2 separate regions of the Mus musculus genome follow, and region 1 is linked to region 2. The links are chromatin contacts, called in public Micro-C maps. All regions are on one chromosome and are shown on one strand. The core of a region is the stretch at or near the end of the contact, and the rest is flanking DNA. Distances in the headings are between cores, read along the strand shown.

Region 1 (4,710 bases), core at 287-2,786, 260 kb after region 2:
CTCTGCCTGCCTCCTCTGCCTCTGCCTCTGCCTCTGCCTGCCTCCTCTGCCTCTGCCTCTGCCTCTGCCTCTGCCTCTGCCTCTGCCTCTCCCTCCTCTGCCTCTGCCTCTGCCTCTGCCTCTGCCTCTGCCTCTCCAGTGGCATGCACCACTATACCTGGTAAGAATTTTATTTTTACTTTATTATTTTTTAAAAGATTTATTTATTGTATGCATATGAGTACACTGTAGCTGTCTTCCAACACGCCAGAAGAGGGTATCAGATCTCATTACAGATGGTTGTGAGCCACCATGTGGTTGCTGGGAATTGAAATCAGGACCTCTGGAAAAGCAGTCAGTGCTCTTAACCGCTGAGCCATCTCTCCAGCCCCTATTTTATTTTATTTTTTTATTTTATTCTTTTGGTTTTTCGAGACAGGGTTTCTCTGTATAGCCCTGGCTGTCCTGGAACTCACTTTGTAGACCAGGCTGGCCTCAAACTCAGTCTGCCTGCCTCTGCCTCCCGAGTGCTGGGATTAAAGGCGTGCGCCACCACGCCTGGCTTTTCTTTTTTTTTTTTCTTTTTCTTTCTTTCTTTTTTTTTTAAATGTGTCTGTTTCCTGCATCTGTGTGAATGTATGCCATTGATGTGCTGGTGACCTCAGAGGCCAGAAGAAGGTGTTGAAATCCCGTGGAGCTGGTGTTAAGGGCAGTTTAGAACTGCTAAATGTAGTCGCTAGGAGCTGAATTCAGTTCTTCTGCAAGAATAGCAAGTGCTCTCAACTGCTGAACTATCTCTTCAGACCCTTTTATTTTCTAGATATGACTGTCTGTCTGTCTGTCTGACTCTCTCTCTTTCTCTCTCTCTCTCTCTCTCTCTCTCTCTCTCTACATATATATATATATATATATATATATATATATATATATATATATATATATATATATATACCACGTACATGTCTGCTGCCCTTAGTGGCCAGTGGAGAGAGTCAGATCCCCCTAGAACTAGAAGTACAGGTAGAAGTGAGCCACCATGTGTGTGCTAGGAATTGACTGACCCCGGATCCTCTATAGGAACAACTGCTAAGCTGTCTTTCCACCTGAGGGTTTTGTGTGTGTGTGTGTGTGTGTGTGTGTGTGTGCGTGCGTGTGTACACGTGTTATTTTGCTTTGCTTTTTGAGACAGGGTCTCCCTACAAAGCTCTGGCTGTCCTGGAGCTCTCAGTGTAGTCCAGACTAGCCTTGAACTCGCAGAGATCTGAGTGCTGGGTTTAAAGCCATACATCACCACACCCAACCTCAACCCCAGAATTTTATTACAGCAGGAACACTAACAGCTTGAACTGAGAGATAGGGTAAATGGGAAGAAGCCTAAGGGACCCCCAAAGTTTTTCTGCCAAGAAACAGATGGACGGACACAGTTGTAACTATCAGACACATTTCTGAAAGGGGGAAAACACTAAAACTAAAACCAGCGGGTGCGTGACTTAAGAGGAAATGGAGCCCGAGGCCATAGGGTGGGGCCTGGAGCCGGACAGGAAGTACTCCAGCCTGGAAACAAGTTTGTCTGAGTGGAGCTAGAATCTGAGTGCAGTGAAGGAATCCTTTCTCCTTCCTCCTCGCCTCTAAGCCCCACCCGCTTCATAGCAACTTTCCCCGAGCCCAGGCCCGCCTTCCTCTCAGTAGTTACTTGACTGACAATGACTTTGATCTTTTGATTACTTTGCCTCCCCCTCTGGAATTTCAAGCATTGCCACCATGCCTACTTTTATGCTGTTGTAGGGTTGGAACACGGGGCGGGGTGTAGTAGGGTTGTAGCCCAGGCTGACCTTGACCTCCAAACAATCTTTTTTTCCTCAGTTTTCCAAGTGCTGGGATTACAGACACCCACGGCTACACACAGGTTCTGACTGTTTTTTCTAAAGTAAAAATTCATGATAACTAAGGAGCTGAGGGCAGGCACATCCCTATAATCCCATCACGCAGGAGATGGGGTCAGAGGGCCACGGGAGTCTTGCCTGGTAATGAGTTTATAGCCTAGAATATATGAGACTGTCAAGAAAGAAACTAAGGCCGGGGGTGGTGCATGCCTTTAATCCCAGCACTCGGGAGGCAGAGGCAGGTGGATTTCTGAGTTCGAGGCCAGCCTGGTCTACAAAGTGAGTTCCAGGACAGCCAGGGCTATACAGAGAAACCCTGTCTCGAAAAAGAAAGAAAGAGAGAGAGAGAGAGAGAGAGAGAGAGAGAGAGAGAGAGAGAGAGAAAGGAAGGAAGGAAGAAAGAAACTAAGGATGGGGACGTGGGGAGAGAGAAGAGAAAGATCAAGATAAACTGAATGATACAGAATCTGACATTAGAGCCATCCCAGGAACGTCCACGTGGTGGTTGGGATGGAGCTGGGAAATGTCCAGTAGAGCTGTCCTATACCATTCCCTTGGATTCCCACTTGCTCCTCTGATGGAAACTGTATCCTCTCTTCTGTTAACCTGCTTGGTGAAAACTGCTGTGAGCTAGCATCAAAATCTAAGCAATTTAAGGCAGCTTGCCCTTGCCAGGGGTAATGTGCGCAGGGTTTTTGGTTTGGTTTGGTTTCGATTTTTGCATCCTTATCATCATTGGGGGGGGACGGGACTTTTTCTGGCAGTACATTCAGCGGCTCAATGGAAAAGATGCTGTGAATGTCAGCGAGGAGAAATGACTTCAGACCCAGTGTCCCGTCCTTGTGAACCTCACATGCTGGTTCACTCTTATATTTTTGTTTTTTTAAGATTTATTAATTATACATAAGTACACTGTAGCTGTCTTCAGACACACCAGAAGAGAGCATCAGATCTCATTACAGGTGGTTGTGAGCCACCATGCAGTTGCTAGGATTTGAACTCAGGACCTCTGGAAGAGCAGTCAGTGCACTTAACAGCTGAGCCATCTCTCCAGCCCCTGGTTTATTCTTTTGTAGCAGAGACCTTTGTGAACTGACAAGGGGTTCTCTGGTTGCTATGGAGCTAACAAGCATACTGTTGCCTACTCCAGCTTTGTACATTTTCAGTCTGTTGTTGAGTAGTGGTTTCCTCTGGAGTGAATCAGTCCCTCCTGGAGCGGGGAGAAAGGAAATTTATAAGACTCAGGAAGCAAACACAATTTACAAGTCTTAGAAAGCTACTGAAACATCCACCCCCAACACACCCACCCACACCCAAAGTTGTATAAGCGGTAACAATTGCTTGGGAGAAGAGCCTACTGTGGGACTACCTACAGGTTGTGAGCTGTCACTCACGCAGGGGGTGGGCATTTTGGAGGTACAGCTGCCTTTGAGTCATCCTTCCTGCTCCAAGTAAACTGTCAGCCACACCCTTGTGAATCCGTAATCTCATTGCTTTATTCAGCTAGTCTCTGGCAGAACAGACAATTGTTCTAGTCTCCCAGAAAGAGTCACACAGTTCTACATCCTCAAAAGAACTCGGTAAGATTTAGCACCTTCCTTGTGGGACCATTACTTTCTTGGCTGTACTTTAATGACGATAGCTGTAGGTAAAAGCCAGAGTCGGAGCTAGGAATTGTTTTACCATAGCTAGGCCCACAGTAGGTGCCTACTAAGTTGTTTCCCAGATAACAATAACATGAAAGCAGTACAACTCTTCCTTCCTTGTTCCAGGATCCCCCATGAATCCTAAACTCTACAAGAGGCTCTCAAATCCCTTTTAGAAAATGGTTCAAAGTGGTTCTAAGACCTGCCATATCCTCCCATACACTTCGAATCATCTCTAGATTACTTATTGTGGTAGTTTGAATGAAATGTGGAGGTGGGCTCTGAGCGGTCAAAGCCTCTGGCGACCCCCACTATGCTTTCTCTGCCTCCAGGTTGTAGCTTGAGGTGTGAACTCTCTGGTCTCAGCTCTCAGATCCAGTCACCAGGCCTGCCTGCTGCCATGCTTCCCCCACCGTGATGTTGATGGAGTCTCTTCTTTTAAAAAAAATGTATTAGTTTTATTCTGTGTTTTGCCTGCATGTGTGTAACTGCACTGTGTGCATGCAGTGCCTTAGGAGGCAAGAATAAGGCCTCAAAGGGCCTGAACCTGGAGTTACAGAGAGTTGAGAGTCAACAAGTAGGTGTTGGGAGCTAAATCCAGGTCCTCTGTGTGCTCTGACCTGCTAAGCCATCTCTCCAGCTCTAGGGATGAGCTGTTGGCTCTCTAGAACCAGAAGCCCAAAGAAACCTTTCCTTCTGTAAGTTGCCTTGGTTATAATATTTTATTACGACAGAAAATTACCATGTACAATCCCTAATACAAGGCAAATGCTGTAGAGAGTAGTCAGACTGTGCATTTTGGACAATAATGAGCCAGAAAAGTACATATGTTCAGTACAGATGCACATTTTATTTTTTCTGCGTATTTTGATCCACCATTGATTGAATCCAAAAAGGAAGAAGCCAGAGATACAGAGGTGGACGGGACTCCTTTCTGCTCTCTAGGAAAAGCCTATGCATGCCGTCCATTAATGAAACTCATCTCTATGGTGAGTTCATTCAGGAGGTGAAGGGTGACTCTGGCCAGGATTTTTGCTTAGGCACCCGGTCTCAAAACTACAAAACTACTAGTTAGGGGTGAGGTCTATCCTACTTGAACCGGGAGACCAAGAATTGAGATCACTGTACCTTCAAAGCAAAGTAAGGGCTATGTGTCCCTTTATTCTTTTGTTTTGTTTTGTGTTTTTGTTTGTTTGTTTGTT
Region 2 (4,855 bases), core at 81-2,580:
TTCCCCGCCAGGGTATCTCTGTGTAGTCCTGGCTGTCCTGGAAATTGCTCTGTAGACCAGGCTGCCTGCCTCTGCCTCCCAAGTGCTGGGATTAAAGGCTTATGCCACCACCGCCTGGCTTTTAGTCTGATTTTTAAAATTATAAGCATTTATTTCCTTTTATCATTAAAAGACTATTGGAGAACTCTTCTTAAAAGAAAAAAAATTCTATCATCAGTAGAACATTACTTTCAGGTAAGTTTCTTCTTTTTGTGACAGGCTTTGGCTAAGCAGTCAAAGCTAACCTCAACACATTTCTGATTCTCAGGTCTCTGTCTCCTGAGTGTTGGGCTTACCACTATGACCAAATGGTACGCAATTTTATTTTATTTTTGTTATTAAAAATAAAACTGGCAGCTGGTGATCTGGTCAAAAGTTAATTGAATTTGTTGCTCATTTAGAGGGCCCAGGGTAGATTCCCAGTTCTTTTCTGGTCCTTTAATTACATGTGTGCGGTAGAATTAACTTTTTTTTTTTTTTTTTTAAAGACAGGGCCTTGCTTCATAGCTCAGCTGGCCTCGAACTATTATCACTGGTGACGCATACACTTCAGATGTTCAAATTATTACTGCGTACTCCACCATACCCTGACGAGATTTCTTTCTTTGGGGATTTGATTTTAGTTACTTAATTCAAGAGTACGCCAGAAAGCATGACAGCAGGAAATGGCTTATTTCTTTTCTTCTAGAAACCAACCCACTGAAGAAAGGCTCGGAACGGAATGGAGAAACCCCATGCCTTCTAGCCTGGAGCCGGAATTCATCTCACCTGACCTGCCGCTTTTCCTTTAAAGGCCGCCCACGTGATAGCACACATGCGCACACTCCGGAGGAAATTCACGCCGTCAGGGGAGCGAGTCATTCTTGCCCCCCACTTTCCCTGGGGTTTCTGGCATTCCTTTCCGGAAACCACAACCCCTCTGGAGACATTCTCCTCATCTATTCCGTCGCGTCATCCGTTTTTATACTTTTCTGTTAGTCGCTGTCCTGGGAGTTCCCTCTCCATCAAAAACTACTTTCCGGAGGAGGGACGAAAGGACTACAACTCCCAGGGGACTCTGCGGCCTATCCCCCACCCACCCCCCCGCGAGGCGAGCGCAGTGCAAGTTGGTTGCTGAGGTCCCACGGTCTTCTAGTCGCGTGCAACCCGGAGCAAGCGCACTACAGGTTCTGTGGCGCCTCGCGCGTGAGTCAGACAGGGGTGGGGCGAGGCTCGAGAGGCCGGGCTGGCGGCGAGCGAGCGGGCGGGCGGAGGAAGGGGGTGGGAGCGGAGGCGATGGAGGGGAGGAGTGGGGGTATGGGGGAGGGAAGGGGAAGGGAGGCGGGAGGCGGGGCCGAGTGGGAGCTGGTGCGAGAGTCAGAGTCGGCGGTTGCAGTGGAGGCGGTGATGTCGGTGCAGGTTGTGTCAGCAGCGGCAGCCGCCAAGGTGCCTGAGGTGGAGCTGAAGGATCTGAGCCCCTCCGAGGCGGAGCCCCAGTTGGGACTGAGCGCGGCGGCCGTGGGCGCCATGGTACCCCCAGCGGGTGGCGGGGACCCAGAGGCTCCAGCTCCGGCTCCCGCGGCGGAGCGGCCCCCGGCCCCCGGCCCGGGCTCGGGGCCCACCGCGGCTCTGAGCCCTGCGGCCGGGAAGGTCCCTCAAGCGTCCGCCATGAAGCGGAGCGACCCTCATCACCAGCACCAGCGGCATCGCGACGGCGGCGAGGCCTTGGTCAGCCCCGACGGCACGGTCACCGAGGCGCCGCGCACGGTCAAGAAGGTACTGGGGTCGGGCTGCCTCGCTTCTCGGAGAGGCGGGGAGGGCGGGCACGGGAGTGGCGGCCCTTCAGGGCACGGCGGCACCCGGTTCCACACCCTCTAGATCGTGGAGCCGAGAGTCTTCTCCCACCCTTGAACCCGCTCTTAGAGCGGCCGCCACCCGGTGCTCCGCTGCGAAGCGAAGCCTCTAGGTACCACGGGCGTACTTTACTAATAACATGGAGGTAGCGCCCTTCACTACTACTTGAACGAGGCAGGGGGAGGAGAAGCACCTACTACTACACCCGGCGCCTCCAGCACACTCCCGCGTGTAATTTTCCGGACTGTTCGGTGGCATAGAAAAACCTTCCCTCCAGCGATAAGGATAGCAAGATCTTTTTCCTTGGAGAACGAGGAAGCTGTAGTTAGCTCTCTCTCATGAGAGCTCGGGAAACCCTCTGAGTTGCCTGGCTTCTGTACAGATGATGACTTTCTGCCTTTCTGTGGCCAACAGCTCTCCACAGGGTAGTACTGATCTGTGCCCTTCCTTTCTAGCCATTGCAATTCTCTTGTACTGCGATTGTAGACCGGTAATGGAAAGATGCTTCATTCACCCTGAAGAGGGCTGGTCTCTAGGATTACCAGATTGTACCTGAAGAGAATGCTTATTTTATTCATATCTTTATCGTGAGCAGAAAGTGTTAGGAAGAAATGCTTGCTACTTTGAGGAAAGTAATCGTTTGGGGCTGTCGGCTTCCTTCATAAATAGAAACGTGTAATGATGGTACCCCCGAATTATTTATATATTGGCTATACCCTTTACCCACTCCCCTCGTTTTTTCTCCCATTTATTGATGTCAGCACAAGAGGTAAAAGACAAGATCTGTGGATCATCTAAAAAAAAATGTGGCTTTCATTTCTTGGGAACAGTATGAACACAATGATTTACGTTTTTTCCCATTATAATGGGTGCATTTTGTTCCGTCAGAACAACAGTAAAAAAAGATATGAAGTGTACATTGGGTTTACTATGTAGAGTTTAGGTGAACCTTGGCTCCAGCAAAACATTTTGTTGTAATTACCTCATGACTTAGGGCAGTTAACTTTTTCATTTGGTAGTGCTAAATGATGTCAGAGGCAAGACTGAAGGAATTTAACAGTGCTTTAGGGCATGCTGTGTCCTTTGCAGTTTGGTGTGTTGTCCTCCCCTCTCCATGCAATTATAGTTAAATGGAGGAATTACACTTAAAAGATGCAGCCTGGGCTAGTGCTGGAAGTACTTAGGTCAAAATTAGGAAATCCAAAGCCTATTTCTCACTTGTTAAGATGGTTTGTAGCTTTGGCCAAATCTTTTTCTTGTGACTGTTTTTTTTTTTTCCCTAAAGTTTGTAATTTAGTTCTTTTAAGGGTAAAATGTTTAACAATTTACTTTTAGAGTGAAGTTTATACTTAGGTGCAGACCTAAGTTTGAACATAGTACTCCCTTCCCCAGATTTAACTTTTGAATAAGTCTATAAGGTAATTTCTCCAATAAAATGGGGGTACTAATTATGATTAAAGATTAAAAATGTTTATGGTCATCACATAGAACTTGGTACCTACAGTAGGATCTTAAACAATAACTTATTAAAATTTATTATTTCACTTCTCATTGCTTAAGTATATGTCACTGTGACCTTCTCTGAAAAAAATACACATATTAGTAGTAGTTCAATAGATTCTGTATAAAGAATTAAAAAAAAAGAAAAAAAAAAAAGAACCACAGGCCAGTACCCCAGAGTCTGTTATTGAATTCTAAATGTGCTTCTTGGACACTTTCCTTGTTGCTGAGCCACCTTCTTCCTGGCTTTTTAAGTATCAAAATCATGTTCCATGATTCTTGATTTACTCAGCAGCCTCAAGGCTATGAAGACAGGGCTGAGCTTGCCTGGCAATTATAATCCCACCAGAAGCCTGTGTTACCTGCTGCACTGTCAGCAGGTAAAGTCCTGCAGCTGTGTGGCAGAAGGAAGGGCACTGCTGAGCTCGGCTTGGCTCCCTCTTTTCCTCTCCCCTCCCTGTTTCTTACTCCCTCTTCCCTTCCTCTTGTCTCATTAGGGTGTCAATCTGTAGCCCAGGCTGCCTGGAGCTATGGAGCTGAGGCTGGCCTCTAACATCTTCCTGCTTCAGCATTCTGCTACTGAGATTGCAGATGTGTGCCACCACACCTGGCCTGAACTTTTATCTGCTTTTCTTTTTTATGACAAGAGCTCAGGGGCTGTAGATGTGGCTCACTTGGTCTCTACCCAGCAGGCAAGAAGCCCTGGGTTTGGTCCACAGTAACATGTAAACCAGGCATGGAGGTGCTTACCTGTAACCTCAGTACTGAGAACGTGGAGACAAGAGAACCAGAAGTTCAAGGTCATCTTTGGCTACATAGTGAGTTTGAGGCCAGCCAGTCAGGCTGGCTTTGAACTCATGACCCTTTTGCTTCAGCTTCCTGTGTGCTGGGACTTGAAGTTTGTACCACATTTGGCTTGCCCTTTTTAAAGAGCACAATCTTTAGTTTCCTTAATAGTGAAGTGCCTATGTTTTCTCCATGTCAAATGTCACTCGATGCAGAAAGACTGAGCTGTTTTGATTTGTTAAGCCTGTCTTGCTTCTTAGCTTGTCTAGATGAGCCATTCTGCTCTTGACCGCCTTCTGCTTTATTAGAGTGTGTAGAAGGATTGGGTATTCCAGGAACAAAATAGTTGCCTTTAGCTCTGTAAATGGTGATTGTTGCTTTTATTTTTTAACTACCAGAAATCTTATTCATGTTATTATATTTCCAATGATGTTTCCCTTTTCCTGTTCATGTATCAGTTATCAATTTGTTGGTTCTGTTACTCTGGACAGCCACACAAAGGAAGTACGTAAGAGTCAGACTCTCACGTTCAATCGTTATAAGAATGAACACCATGGGGTGCAGGCTGCTTGGTCACATTATACTTTTGACCCTTGCCTTCATCCTGTAACTTGTACTCTATAGGGCAGATCTTGTCATTGTGATATCATTATGATATTTGTATTTATTAGCTTTTCTTCATAAGCATACTTTCAGT

What was found. Hi-C and Micro-C count contacts between places; a contact is called where the count stands out from the background.
Region 1: a contact with region 2 is called in a Micro-C map of embryonic stem cells, with 5 times the contacts expected there. The contact joins the enhancer-like site here to the promoter of Ahcyl2 in region 2. A contact is called at or near these places in 1 of 39 promoter capture datasets (cranial neural crest), 4 of 484 Hi-C or Micro-C datasets (B cells, bone marrow-derived macrophages and embryonic stem cells), 3 of 115 datasets of contacts at active chromatin or transcription factors (all in embryonic stem cells) and 1 of 9 other capture datasets (adipose tissue).

Annotation. Positions count from the first base shown.
Region 1 is chr6:30,025,360-30,030,069 of GRCm38.p6, forward strand. No RefSeq gene overlaps it. Among named protein-coding and RNA genes, the nearest start is that of Nrf1, 20 kb to the right of the region's middle. Within about 2 kb of position 1,537, at least 59 of the 459 cell types and tissues checked have an H3K27ac peak or open chromatin away from gene starts, as enhancers often do. A contact at or near this core is called in adipose tissue, bone marrow-derived macrophages and embryonic stem cells, where this site is marked.
Region 2 is chr6:29,767,113-29,771,967 of GRCm38.p6, forward strand. It overlaps Ahcyl2 (S-adenosylhomocysteine hydrolase-like 2), which reads left to right and starts at 1,331. Exons shown (of 17, transcript NM_001171000.2): 1 at 1,331-1,794. The coding sequence starts at 1,426.